3 separate regions of the Zea mays genome follow, and regions 2 and 3 are each linked to region 1. A link is a contact called in public Hi-C data. All regions are on one chromosome and are shown on one strand. Each heading gives the region's core, a stretch centred on a gene start, on an enhancer-like site or on the middle of the called end of the contact. The rest is flanking DNA. Distances are from core to core; before and after follow the strand shown. Region 1 holds the start of LOC100275988. Region 2 holds the start of LOC100193603 (Mitochondrial substrate carrier family protein). Region 3 holds the start of LOC100276818.

Region 1 (4,667 bases), core at 24-2,523:
ATGGATGTCGATGATAATCTGCTGATTGCAGGTAGAGGAATGTCAAATGGAAGGCAGGTTGATAAATCTGAACAACCAGTGCTGAAACTGACTGCAGATGAGGACATGACAACTAAGGCTATGAAGAGGGTGGCTGCTAGAAACCTTGATGTACACGCACGCAAGGCTAGGATGAACAGACCAAGGGGAAGTTCATGTTCTCCCCCACCAGTTCTACAAAAAAAAAAGTTTTGTTTTCAATAGCGTGATGACTCTTAAAACGGGCTGTTCTCCAACTGTCATAATTGCAAGAGCAAGTTGTGTCGGGCTTGCAACTTTTGATGCAAATGGCTAAGCTTTTCTTCTTCTGGGCACATAGGCGGTGATCTAGTCTATGGATTGAAGGCCATTAGAATGGTGCTTGAGCTCTATTATTATTGTCATTGTTATTGTTACTATCACTACTACTACTATTACTATTACTATTATTATTATTATTATTTTCTTTTTTTTGGCTATGTGGTATGCGCTTTATGAGCATAGGCCGGAAGTCTCCTAGCCAAAGCTCAAAGCTTTTTATCATCTTGATGTACTGTTAATGGTTTCAATATATCGCTTCCCTTTCCGAGAAAAGAGAAGGGGAGATGTATTTGTGCCTTTACGCGTGTCTTAGCCAGCTGACATACTATTCTGATTTGCCATTTAAGCAAAATTGATAAGAAACAAACAAGAATGCACGCTTCGATGGCAAATATGTAAGTGGCATTTTAATAATGAATTCTGAAGGCTGTATTGGGAAACCGGGGAGCAATTTTTGGTTTGAAGTGACGGTATACTATCATTCTACACCATGACCCCTGCAAATTTCGTTTGAAAGTGAGAAGCATCAATCTGCCCCATGAGCGTAGTATGTTCACCCTACTACCCTAGATTGTTTACCGGTACCTAAGAACTGGAGAACAGCTATAGCAACCACGACGAGGCTGCGACAAGAATCGGTGGAAAAAATCAGAGAAAAGACCAAGTTGGGACCGAACCTGCGTTGCTCCTGCAGGCGTCAGCCAAGAATCGGGCACCCTCAGCTCCTGCACGCGGTTGTCCCGCTCCCCGTCGGCGGCGCGGAGATGCCACCGGGGAGGATAGGCGACCCGGACGGAGGCGGAGGCCAGGAAACGGGTAGGGTTGTTGGGGAGAGCTAGGAAAAGATGCGCCTTCGACGGACGGAAAGGATAATGGGGGCGGCCATGGAGAAGAGCAGCTAAGGAGGTAGAAGATAACATTTTTTTCCTCTTTTCTTTTTTTTGGAAAAAAGTTGTCTATACTTTTCAGAGGATCGCGCTCTCCAGCGGAAAAATTTGTGGATTTCATTTGTCCCAAATCCATAGTGTCATCCTCCAAGCTTCCTTGCGTGCTGGATCCTGCCGAATTTGAGTGGCACTGTTCTCTTGTGACAGTTTGTGACCGATGCTACAGCTTTCAGCTGAAAGTTGATTTTATAGGTAACAGTAAAAAAACTGCCACATGGGTAAAATTATTGTTAATGTGTTCCATTATCACTGGTTCTCTCATTAAAAAAACTTTCTTCTTAATCCTGTCCTTAATCTGGCTTATAACTCAAGTTGTGATCGAGCAACCACAAAGCTGAAAATTCATTAACGCTTGTGGTTCTGGACTTGTGGTTAACATTAACAATACCATGGGGAAGCACCTGACATCCTGGTATTTGCATATATCTGCACCCCAAGCTCAACAATTAGTACTGCATCTGATTCAGACTTTCATGTGTGTGACTTCCCAAAACTAAAAAAGCAACAGTTGCATTGACTCTTCATAACAGTCCATTGGTTTCTCTATAGCAGCACTACAAGTTACAACATACAAATTCAAAGTGGAATGAACTGTCCTCATCTGCTTCATGTGGCCTTTGGGGCTATCTAATTCACCTCAGCAACACCAATACAAAACCTCATCTTGAATCATCAAGAAAGAACAAATGGGGCAACACGAACAAATTAACACACAACATAGATCAAACACAAGGTCGTCGATCGCAAGGTTGCTGGATCTAGACGACCTTTGGAGGTGCCTCCAGCATGAGCTTCTCGATAAGGTCCGCAGCGTCCTGCACTGTTGCGATGTCCTGTGCGCTTGTTTCGTCGACTGTTATGTTGAACGCCTCCTCGAGGCCCATCACAATCTCGACCTGCAGGAGAAAGTTGGCGAAATTAAAGTGCTGCTGTTTTTTTTGTTTTTGAGCTACCGTTGATTTCGATGCAGAGGGATTACCGTATCCAGCGAATCAGCGCCAAGTTCAGCGAATTTTGATTCGGCAGTGATGGCGGTCCCATCGGGAAGAGCCAGCTGCTCCTTCACTATACTGCAAACCTTGTCCACTGTCTCTTTCTTAGCCTAATCAATAAACATGAGAATGATGATATTTCAGGTCTTCAAAAAGATGTGACTGCTTCACATCAGGAGTAAGCGCATGTTGACAATCTCAGAAACAGGCAATATGGCTGTCAAGAACCAGGTCACACTCTTCACACCATCTAGTGGTTTGTACTTTCTATACAAATAGCTAAATAATTCCATCTTTTTTTTGCTAACTATACAAAGAATTCAAGTTAATTATAGTATCCCGTATGATGTTAGCAAATAAAGATAACTGTCAATACGAAAAGCTACTACAAATAGGCTGTTGCTTCATCCACCAAACAACTGTTGCTAGCAACAAAGGATGAAATGATGCATACCGAACAGCAAATCTTAAACCCAAGAGACCTTTGTCTTGAGCGGATGGATACAGAAGTCATCCTGTGGCTCTGGAAGGAAACCGAGGTCCAGCTTGGAATCACATTTGTGACCTGAAATAATTGGATTGTTCATATGCACAGAACAACATAGAGTACAATATTGAGAGAATGGCAATTGACACTGAAACAAGATTGACATAGCGCATGTAGTGCAAATACCCTTTTCTAAAAAAAACTTCAAAGCTGCTCCTACTCTCATGCTGGATGTTCAATGAAATCAAAACCAAACAACAGATTTGGGACGGGAAGTCCTTCAGAAATTGAAAATAAATACTAAAATGTGTACATTAAGACAGCATATATAGTGAAGCCAACACATCGCACATATTATATCAGTAACATGATCTAAGTCTGTGATTCCTATGAAGTATGTTCACCTAAACTGAGAGCAAGCTGGTCGCTATTTCAGGTATCATACATTATGTTTTTTTATATTTAAGAAAAATATAGATATATATATAGACAAACTATGAGTTGAAAAAACTTCTACAAAATTAACTGCATTGCCTCCTGGCAAGGAACTAGCACCAGAACTTCTGAGGAACTGATCTGGTCAGGGATTTTGAAATGCCTAAACTAGGACATCAGTTCAGTAATATACAAGGATCAAGATGTAGTATAGCTTTTGAAACCAGGTCTAAAATCCAGATTTAAGTGTGTGGAGCCCAGCTATGCGTTTTGAAATCCCATGACATGATGCAGGACATTCAGACCAGGCAAGAAAACACATGGCAACATACGCTTGTAACAAGAAAGCTGGCATTTTCTATTGGGCTAGCACATCAACATCGATGTACAGAAGTAAAGCACTGGTAAAGAAATGCTCCTTAATTAACTTGAGCAAGATCTGAGGCATGTGCTGTCGCTTGCTGTGCTAGTGTCACCCCTGGACGGCCGGACCTCTCCTGCTCCTTTTGGGATCCAGCAAAATTCACTACCAGAGGGCAGATGTTCATTTTTAAAATAAACCATATGAACCACCGAGCTGGGTCGGCGCCCGTTTCTTTAGTCACAACAGTTTTGGAATCTTTGCAGGTTGCACTAAAATATGCGAAACTGCCCCCATCTGTTCATCATTCATCGTGATAGATGGTACCCATAGCTTTGTATGCTCAACAAGTACTAATCATAGGCAAAATTTGCCAAAAAGAACAAGGCAACTTTGTTCGTTCAAAAAAGATTACGGGGCGTTTGGATCCCTTCATTTTAGAGGAATTAGAATTCATTTAATAAAATAACTTATTTAGTTTGGAATTTGATATTCCACCACTTTTCCAAGTTCAGATATAAGCATATCTCAAATTCAAGGGGTAGAGGGTGGGAAATGATTTTATGCATTATTAGAATTGATTTCTAATCTATAACTTACATGACACTCATCGCCTCACTCCTCTATAATAAAAATGTAGCACATAAATATTTCCGATATCTTGCTAATAATAGTATACAAATATATTTTGCATAAAACCGAATTAGCTTAATTGATATATGCCTAAATTACTAGTATTAGAATGGAATTAAATTCCAATGATCCAAACGGGGCGTTAGGGAACTTTTACAAAAGAAGATCCCCCTGAATCAAGCACGGAAGAAATGCTCACAGAGAAGTTCTTAAGCTGTTGAGTGAGCTCGAATCTAATCACAGTCAAGCAACTGAATCGAAACCAACAAAGCATCCCAGCATCACCAGAAACTACGGCTACGGCATCAGTGATCAGTCCATCCATCCATGATCCCATCTAAGCGAGCCAGCCCAAAAACCCGACAAATCACAAACCAAACGCCACGAATCACTGACGGCGGCACGCTCCTCGCATCAGGTTTCAAGAAACAGTGGCAGCCTCGTAGACCAAGCTAGCTACCAGGTCAAGGCAA
Region 2 (4,755 bases), core at 1,093-3,592, 300 kb before region 1:
CATGGTGGCGTCCATTGATCCCGTTGCACGCCATTACGAGCATACGAAACGAGGACATTATGTAGCTCATGGTCTCCATCTAGGGCCATCGCTTGATATTGATGCTCGTGAAGAAGCCGGACAACTTGTGGCAGTTATGCATAGACTACAAGCAGTCATCCAACGGTGAGAAAGCATGGGGTTCTTTGCAGGCGCGCACTGCATAGAGCCGCCACATTCCATCACGAACCTCTATGAGGGCATCTCCGTTATCGTTGTTGTGACCACTCCTAGGTATCATCACACACCAGACTACACCATGGGATCCCGGTGGTTGTACACATGCAACTCGATCAGATGGTGCCCTTCTAAGCATCACGTCTGTAGGGGAACATCGACATCTGCAACCATGGCCACCAGCACAGTCCAAGGACGAGCAGTCGTGGAAGGTGGAGTAGTGTTATGGCAAGTGCATTGCCAGACATATTAGATTAGTTTAGTTTGTTAGAATAGAGATAAGTTAGATTAATTTGGTTAGGATAAGAATCACTTACTTAGGGGTCAAGTAAGAGATAAAGATCGCTTGCTTAGGGTTCAAGTAAACCTTTCTATATAAAGAGAGGAGATGTATCAATCTAACCAACCAAGAATTAAGATTTAAGAAGGAACCCCTTCCCTCTTGTTCGGCCATGGGCAAAGCCCTCGGGCGGCCTACTTGCACTCACTGAACACTAGCCACCACCATAACAACATAACACCTAGGGTGAAGTCTAGTAGACCAAAACGTCTAGTGTCTGGGCTCCTCTTATTGCTAAGCCTATGTACTTGATTCTTAGTACTGGTACTAGTTACCAAATATCCTGTAAAATCATAGAATAGGAAATTCGAATTCAATAACCTGCTCTTTTAGGATAAAGACCGTGAATATTTCCAATTCACCATCATTACTCAAAATTGTGAATTCAATATAACATTCTCCTCATCCATATGTGGTGTTGGTTTTTTGCGCACAACTGTTATATACTGCAGGCCAGATAAGCAGCTATTTGTCGCCTTCTTGAAGGGGGGGGGGGGGGGGGGGGGGGTCAGCCTGTATTAAATGTTTTAAGTGGCTGAAACTAGTGGTGTATTAAACCTAGCATGTTCTACGGGAAGGGAAAAGCATCAAGAACTATCGTAATAATGATATGCTTCACAAAGAAACAAAACTATTCCTTACCCATGGGTACTCTTTCGCCACTGCCTGTAGGTATACCTGAACTATAACTGGCTTCTACTGCTTCTACAATGTTTTTGTCTCAATGGATTTTAGCTGTAGCAACCCAAATAACTGGCTTTAATCCGAAACGAATAGTCCAAATAGTACAAATTAAAGTCAAACAAACGGACACCTAGTCTAGTTTTGTAGGCACATTTTCGCACAATTAATTAGTATATGCTGCTACACTATAACGTCGGACCCATCTCAATTCTCAACTAGCATTTCCCTAGGACCGTTTGGATCCCTTCGAACCCATCTCAATTCTCAACTAGCATTTCCCTAGGGGCCGTTTGGTTTTAAAGGAATTAGAATTTATTTAATATAGTAAAGTTATTTGGTTTGGAATTTGATATTCTATCATTTTCTAAAGTTAAATAAGACTATCCAAAAAATTAGGGTGAGGTGGTGGAAATTGATTTTATATATCACTATTCTATGTTTCTAAGCTGTAACTTATAACGCACTCTTCGGCTCGCTTATCTCAAGTAGAAAAGTAGAAATGTAGTACAAATATATTATGTATAAAACTAAATTAGTTTAATTAATTATTAGAACGGAATTCAATTCCAAGGATGCAAACACGGCCTAAGCAGAGAATTCAGAGGGGAGAATTTCTGACTGGCGGAACTAAAACAAAATCAAGAATTAGCACCCGAATGCCGAATCATACATGCGTATTTCCTTGATGTCCTTCCCCAACCGAAACCCGAGGCAGTTCAAGAATATCAAATTACCCAAAATAACAAGCAACAGATGAGAAGAAGAGCAGCTAGCTGACCGAACGGATGGGTCACGGCGGTGGCGGCGGCGACGGCGGCGCCGCTGGTGCCGAAGTGGTACAGCGCGTACCGCCCCGGCAGCGGCTGTCGTGCTTCTCCGTACCGCGGCTGCATCGGGGTTCCCTCCCAAGTTCAGATCCACTTGAAAAGAAAAGGGCGGGCAAGCGAATCTCGGGAGGATTCCTGGATTGAGAATTCGATGGGAGGAGTGAAAAAAATGCCAAAGAGCAGGAGCAGGAAAGAATGGTGAAGCAATCGAATGAGTAGACCAAGAAGGCTCGGCCGGAGGATGATTCTGGAGAGACCAAAGAGCAAGAAATGCGATTCCAGCTCCAGTCACCAGTTCACCACCCTATTGCTCCGTAATAACTGGAGCGGAAGGAATTTTCACGTGCTAGGTACCGATTGCGTCATTCGCAATCTCAACGTGCTTAAAGAATCGTGTATGCCCTTCCATATTCATTCAGTCACGATACAATTTATACTATACTATTTTATGTTATTATTGTCTATCATCACAGGGCATTTGGTCTAGTGGTATGATTCTCGCTTAGGGTGCGAGAGGTCCCGAGTTCAATTCTCGGAATGCCCCTTTTTTTAATTCCATTTTTTTCGTTCGCGGCCAGCAACAAAGCTCTACAGCAGTTCAGTATACTCTTGCATTTTCCCCCCGGTGCAGCCAGGCAGCCAGCGGTATCCGTCATTGCCATCCGCCCATCCCCATCCATAATCCATCTCTATTTCGCAAGAGGGAAAAAAACTTGAGATGGAATCTAATTTGATCCATTACTGCAAAGCGTAACGTGATAGGCTGCATCACAATTTCGTACAACATAGCATGGCATGTCTGCAACGGTTCGAATACTAAATCTTGAGTAGGGATGTCAATGATCTCTAAATTTTATATTATAATATTTAAGGATCAGATCAAGCCTCTATTTCTATTTATTTTTAAACTAGATTTTATTTAGTGTCTTAAGAAATTGTGAAAAAATATTTAGATCATCATCCATTGCCACCCCTAGTCTTGAGAAATATAGTTGTTCCACCACTAAAGAAAACTGTGAACAAACAGACTAATTGGCTTCATCAAATCTCATTTAGACCTGAGCAAGGTTTACCAAACCGTTGGAGCCTAAAAAACCGCCCCCTCCGGTTTCGGTAAACCGCCGGTAAAACCGTCCGGTTTGCCCAAACAAAATCAAACATAGTTTCGTGGCGGTTTACCGATAGAAAACCGGCGATAAACCGCCCGAAACCGTTGATTTTCCAAGAAAATGCAATGGTTTTCGCTGTTTTTTTACAGAAAAAGAAAAACTTTAACAATATTTATTTGTTATTTACTCAATTCACATTACACAGTAAATATTAATTGATCCACGCGATATATGTTCACCAAAATAACATACAACATACATATTCAACCACAAACTTCAGTTCTCACGCAACAAACAACCAACGAACCTTGCAATACTCAAATACAAGTTTTTTATAGCTCTCCAACGAGACAACAACACATAGGTCGACTTATTTTACAATACTCACATGTTCAACTCGACTCATAGCGATAGTATACAAGCATGTTGAAAGGATCGTGATATGGTTCCAATCTGTCATAGTGATAGTTCTATACAAAAGATATGAGATACGTTAGCGAGAAAACAAGAACAACAAATAAATACTTATCCACGAAGCAAAAATAACATATCGGTGCAGCGGGAACTTGTCCATACCCATACTATGGTCCTGGTGGATACCTATTTGACAAATTTGAATATGGCGGTGGAGGGGTCCATAGTTTCGATACCCATACATGATCGATGGTGGTACTTTGTCTGGTGGTCTCTGACCCGGTTGCCATTGTCATGCATAAGGGTTATAGACTAGGCCTTGTCCAGATGGATAGTTAGAAAAACTAGAGCTACTTGAGCTACGGATTTCATCTTAGACAAGAAATGAAACCGAACGACGTTAGCCACTTATTGTCTCCCGCTGTGAATGAGGTGATCATGGTAAGAATCTTGTGTGGCATGGGTGAACTAACTTCCGCCAGTGGACCTCCAATCTCCTGCACCACTCCCTCTTGCACCATATAATCCAGCATCACCATGGCTGCCATCATCACCTGCACTAGGGTCAGTTGTGTTACCATCATTGTCTTCATCCTCTTCTTCCTCTTTGATTTGATTGGTGACTTTGACCCTTTTTCCTTTCCTATCTGATGGACCAAGTCTTGTCTTCCGCTTGCCAAGGTGGGTGTCGCCAACTGTTTCATTGGCTAATTCTTGCACTTCCTCTGTGCCTCCTTGTTCGTGTACAATCGATGTAAACAACGTGCTAGGAAGAGGAGTGTCATTGATGGTGAGTCTTCATCCATGTTGGAGGTGCATTGGATCTTACTCTTTCCATCCAATCTCTAATGGCTTCATTATGCATGTGTAATGATAAATCCATGAAGGCCAAGGAAGGATCAAACTCACTAGGCTCTGGTGTACCAGTTGCTCATTGGATGCGAAGACGAAGGTTGTAATTCACAAACATAAGCTCATGCAACTTCAAGTAGCTGAGTTTGTTGCAAAGCTTTATGTGGATGAATGCGAAAGTACTCCAGTTGCACTCACACCCGGGATGCCAATGGCATGACAAACCTTTGCCCAAGCCCTACCAATAATCTCTTTCGAGCTCCTTCCCTTACTTGTCCAGGGACTAGTATCTATCCTCTGTTGCCTTGGTCCA
Region 3 (4,397 bases), core at 1,226-3,725, 360 kb before region 1:
CAAGCTCATTTCAGGTGCTGCTGTAACATAATCACTTGTTTTAGGTCTTTGGACATTGCCAAACTGTCCATAGGGACATAGCTGCATGGGCAACATAGATAGATGGACATAGAAAAAAACTAAATGTAGGAGTAGAAGATTATAGGCATTTGACTTCTGAAAATGGAGTGTTTCAAATCAAAAAAGAAGACAAGATTAACAAAACCATGTTATACTGACAAAAATGGAACAAGATCAGCCCATACCTTTTGACAGAAAACCTTATCATTGTTCCTCTTTCAATCACATGTTTTTTATCTGTGAGGCTCACAAATTTCCCTCCATCACTTTTCTGTGCAAAAGTCAAAATATATTAAAAAATTATGCATACATTTTCAAGAGACCAGTTAGCTTATTAACAGTTATGCAGACTTTTACAACGTTTTGTAGTCACAAAAAAACATTCAACAGCCCATGAAGAACACAAGTGAATTCATTTCAGTAGTATAACTTGATATTCACAATGGTCTGAAGAACATCACAAAAAAATTGATGTGCAAACAGAAGTATCGGAAAGTTCTGTATAAAAAATCAAGCTTCACAGGAGTTTCAAGTTGTCCTGGCTTTCGACGCTTGTAAAAAAATCATCTGTTAGCTCCAAATTGTTTCCCCAAATGGTCAACTTTTTTTTAGAAGAGACCGAGGCCCCATTTGGCATGCCTCCTATCAGCTTTGGCTCCTAGCTATAATGCAGTTCTCAGGAGAAGTGTTTTTTACTCCTGCTACAATAAACTGGGAGACAATGAAAGCTAGAGCCATGCCAAACGAGCCTGAAATTGGTCCTAATATTGTCAAAACCTTCAAAGCTGTACTGTAATAAAAGATAAGAAACAAGTCATGGCTGTCCATCTACAACAAATAGGCAAACTTGAGGGATCATAGTTTAAAACATTATTTTTAAAGAGTACATGCTTGTGAGTTCTGATCCATTCTTTGTTCCCACTTCCAAGGATATTTCTTTCACTGAATACAATTTATGAGACAGAGAAAAGAGGACATTGATATACGAAAACTAAATTACTGAAAGAAACTAGAGAACCTTCAAATCAAATATAAACTAATAGAAAAAAGGTGAAGTCCCAAACCATCACATAAAAAATATCATTCTTTTTCTCAATATAACTTACCCATTTGAATTTGAACTTAATATCTTCAGACATAATTGCCACTGAGAAAACCCCTAATACAATGGCATGAATTGACTCCTTCCCAATCATTTCAACCATCCCTTCTGAAGTTAGCAAACAATTAAACATCAGACTATGCATTTCAAATCAGTACCAGGCCAGGTTATTACTTCATTCCACAAGATATGATGGCAGATCAGTCACTAGCAAAAGCACTGATAGAATTTGTAATGGCAGTATAGAAAGCTTCAATAATGTAGTATCCCCAAGTACTAGTAACATGCTTATTTGCTGGCATGAGCTGATACTGAACGCAGTCAATCAGGTCTACTGTCTACAGAAATACTACAACCATTAGTGCTCAAATTGACAAAACAAACCAACTTACCCAGGATCATGTCCGGCTGGGGAGAGAACAGCAGCAGGGTGGCATGCACTTGGACGCTGAAATATGGCACCAAGCCATTCATGATTTTGCCATAAGAAACGGGTTCAGCAATTTGATCATTACGGTCACTCCTTTCATATATGGGTTTGCCCTCTTTGTCTTTGCCAATAAGGAATGAAACTTCATGCATCAGCAACACGCCATCAAAACGGTCCACATACCTGATATGAATTGGCACCATACATATTTGCTCAAACAATAATCAAACTAGCTACAGAAAGCTTCATGGCAGCTCGAAAGTGGCATGAAATTTTGGCCAAACAATAATCAAACTTGCTACAGAAAGCTTGCGACAGCTCGAAAGTGGCCATAAGAATGTGACGAAGAATCAACCAAGGGTCCTATAGCCTCATGCATAATCTCTCCGGGGACTGGACACCTAACGATTTGCTCGGAACTCAAGCCTTATAGCGGCTAAAAGGCGACGCTACCCACTCCCACATCCCCAACCATCCCATATTTCGCGTCTTCCTGCGATTCGAACCCGGATGCGTATGAAAACGGTAGGTCAAGGAACACGAACTTTGCAAAACGCATAGGGAGGAGATGCACGGAGATAGGGAAGGGGAGCGGACGCACGTGAAGAGAAGCGCGCTAAGCTGGCGGGATACGGCGTGCCGGACGCGCTTGGCGTTGGAGGGGTGCACGTACACCGTGAGCTCCGCCTCCGCTTTCCGGAGGGCCTCCATTGCGGGCGGCGGCTGCCGGCGAGCTGAACTCAGAGGCAGAGGCGACACGACAGGGCGCGAGGATGCTGCCTGCCTGGACCCGCTCGGTGTTGGAGGAAGGAGGATACGGCGGCTACCGTCCCGCTCGCGGGAAAGCTAGGGCGGCGGCGAAGGAGCTCAGTGTGGGGAAGCTAGGGCGGCCGTGAAAGGGAAGCCAGGGCTTTTCGAACCCAATGGCTCCGGCCCACAGAATCGACGAGGCCTGTTTTTTTTTCCTGGCTCGGGGGGCCAGTCAGGCCGAGGGGCTGCAACTTGCCTCCACGCCTTCTTGAGCCACGCTGTGGAATCCACGCACTAATTCTAAACAATGTTTAGAAAATAACACTTATTTTTAAGCAATTTAGAAACGGTACCAATTTCATTAACGGGGCGTTTGGATCCCTTCATTTTAGAGGAATTGGAATTCACTCAATAAAGTAACTTATTTAGTTTGGAATTTAACATTCCACCACTTTTCAAAGTTCAGATATAAACCTATCTCAAATTCATGGGTGGAGGGTGGGAAATGATTTTATGCATTAGTAGAATTTGTTTCTACTCTGTAACTTATATGACACTCTTCGTCTCACTCCTCTATAGTAAAAATGTAGCACATAAATATCTCCGACATCTTGCTAATAATAGTATATAAATATATTTTGCATAAAACCGAATTAGCTTAATTGATATATGTCTAAATTATTATTATTATAATGAAATTCAATTCCAATGATCCAAACGGGGCGTAAATAAATTTAGAAAACAACACTTTATCTATATTTTTGATTAGTTTATTTCTCGTCTCACAAGAAAATGGACTAAATTGACCATATCATTTCGTAGCCTTATTTTTTTATCTATTTTATCCACAAGAACAACATAAATACATACAAATATATGAGCTATAGTTTTATATTCGTAAGCATAGTGTTCAACATACAAATAAACATATATTTTCTATAAATAAAGAAGTCTAGATTTAACCATCGAACTTCAAAATTATAATTTGAGATGGAGGGAGTAGTTTTTAAAGAATACACAATTTTTTAAATAAGACGAGCGACTTAAGTTTTTTCAAAAAAACAATCACATCAAATAAAAAGGAACAAAAGAAGTATAATGGAAGACCTTTTAGTGAGCTAAGTTTGTCAATTTTAATAGTTCAATGCTAAAGATAACTGGGTTTGAAGTTCAATAGTTTAATCTAGACTTCTTCCTCAATAAAACAATATGTGCCTATTTGTATTTTTAACACTATAAAATAAAATAGAACTAGTATATTTTATCTATTTAATTTTTTATGGACAGAGGGCTATGAAACAAATAGGGGTAATTTGGTCCAATTGTATGCGGTCCATTTGTATGCAAAATATAGATGAAGTATTTTTTCTGAATTAATTTGGTGAAACAAGTGATGTTCTATGAATTGCTTGAAAACAGATGCTATTTTTTAAACGCCGTCTCAAATAAGTGCTATTTCGTGGATTCTCGTGAGCCAGGCTAGCATCCTGCAACATTGTTTGCTTGAGCCAAATACAATGGGCGTGATTGGTTATCATCATAGTGTTAGCTACAGCTAATGGAAGGAGAAGATAGTAGAGAGGGAGCAGAGGTAGGAGACGAGAATAGGAGAGGAATCAGGAAAATGTCGTATTCATTCAGAGTAAAGTTCATACATGCCCCTTCCTACTGTCCAAGCCAACAACATATATACGACTACTTAGGAACATGGCTCACCAACCGGTGACCGAGGGACACAACCCCACACGCTAGAGACTTACTCCTAGACAGGACCACAACAACAAGGCTGCAGTTAGTTACATCAACTCAGGACCTGCGACTCGAATATTAGTGTCTTCCACGCTCACCCGGATGGAGTTCCTCATGTGGAGTATCTGACAATGGTGGTGTAACATTCTCTCCTCCTTAAAATTCGACTTGCCCTCAAGTCGATGTAGAATCTGAGCACATCCATGATCCTGATGCTCTGAGTGAAGCAGCATGTGTTCCTAGGTAGCCAGATCCAACGAAAGTCCTGACCAAGCCAGGAGCACTTGCTGCACAACATGGTTTGGA

What was found. Hi-C and Micro-C count contacts between places; a contact is called where the count stands out from the background.
Region 2: a Hi-C map of tassel shows a contact between it and region 1, with 4 times the contacts expected there. The contact joins the promoter of LOC100193603 here to the promoter of LOC100275988 in region 1. A contact is called at or near these places in 3 of 25 Hi-C or Micro-C datasets (ear, leaf and tassel).
Region 3: a Hi-C map of leaf shows a contact between it and region 1, with 6 times the contacts expected there. The contact joins the promoter of LOC100276818 here to the promoter of LOC100275988 in region 1. A contact is called at or near these places in 3 of 25 Hi-C or Micro-C datasets (ear, endosperm and leaf).

What each region holds. Positions count from the first base shown.
Region 1 is chr10:26,125,644-26,130,310 of Zm-B73-REFERENCE-NAM-5.0, reverse strand. LOC100275988 reads right to left here and starts at 1,273. Exons shown (of 2, transcript NM_001371524.1): 1 at 1,017-1,273. The coding sequence starts at 1,259. LOC100284652 reads right to left here. Exons shown (of 4, transcript NM_001157547.2): 2 at 2,733-2,843; 3 at 2,266-2,388; 4 at 1,735-2,182. The coding sequence ends at 2,045.
Region 2 is chr10:26,427,887-26,432,641 of Zm-B73-REFERENCE-NAM-5.0, reverse strand. LOC100193603 (Mitochondrial substrate carrier family protein) reads right to left here and starts at 2,342. Exons shown (of 5, transcript NM_001138706.1): 1 at 2,019-2,342. The coding sequence starts at 2,133. TRNAP-AGG (transfer RNA proline (anticodon AGG)) reads left to right here and starts at 2,540; the gene lies at 2,540-2,611.
Region 3 is chr10:26,482,664-26,487,060 of Zm-B73-REFERENCE-NAM-5.0, reverse strand. LOC100276818 reads right to left here and starts at 2,475. Exons shown (of 6, transcript NM_001150527.1): 1 at 2,194-2,475; 2 at 1,555-1,775; 3 at 1,167-1,270; 4 at 246-331. The coding sequence starts at 2,303.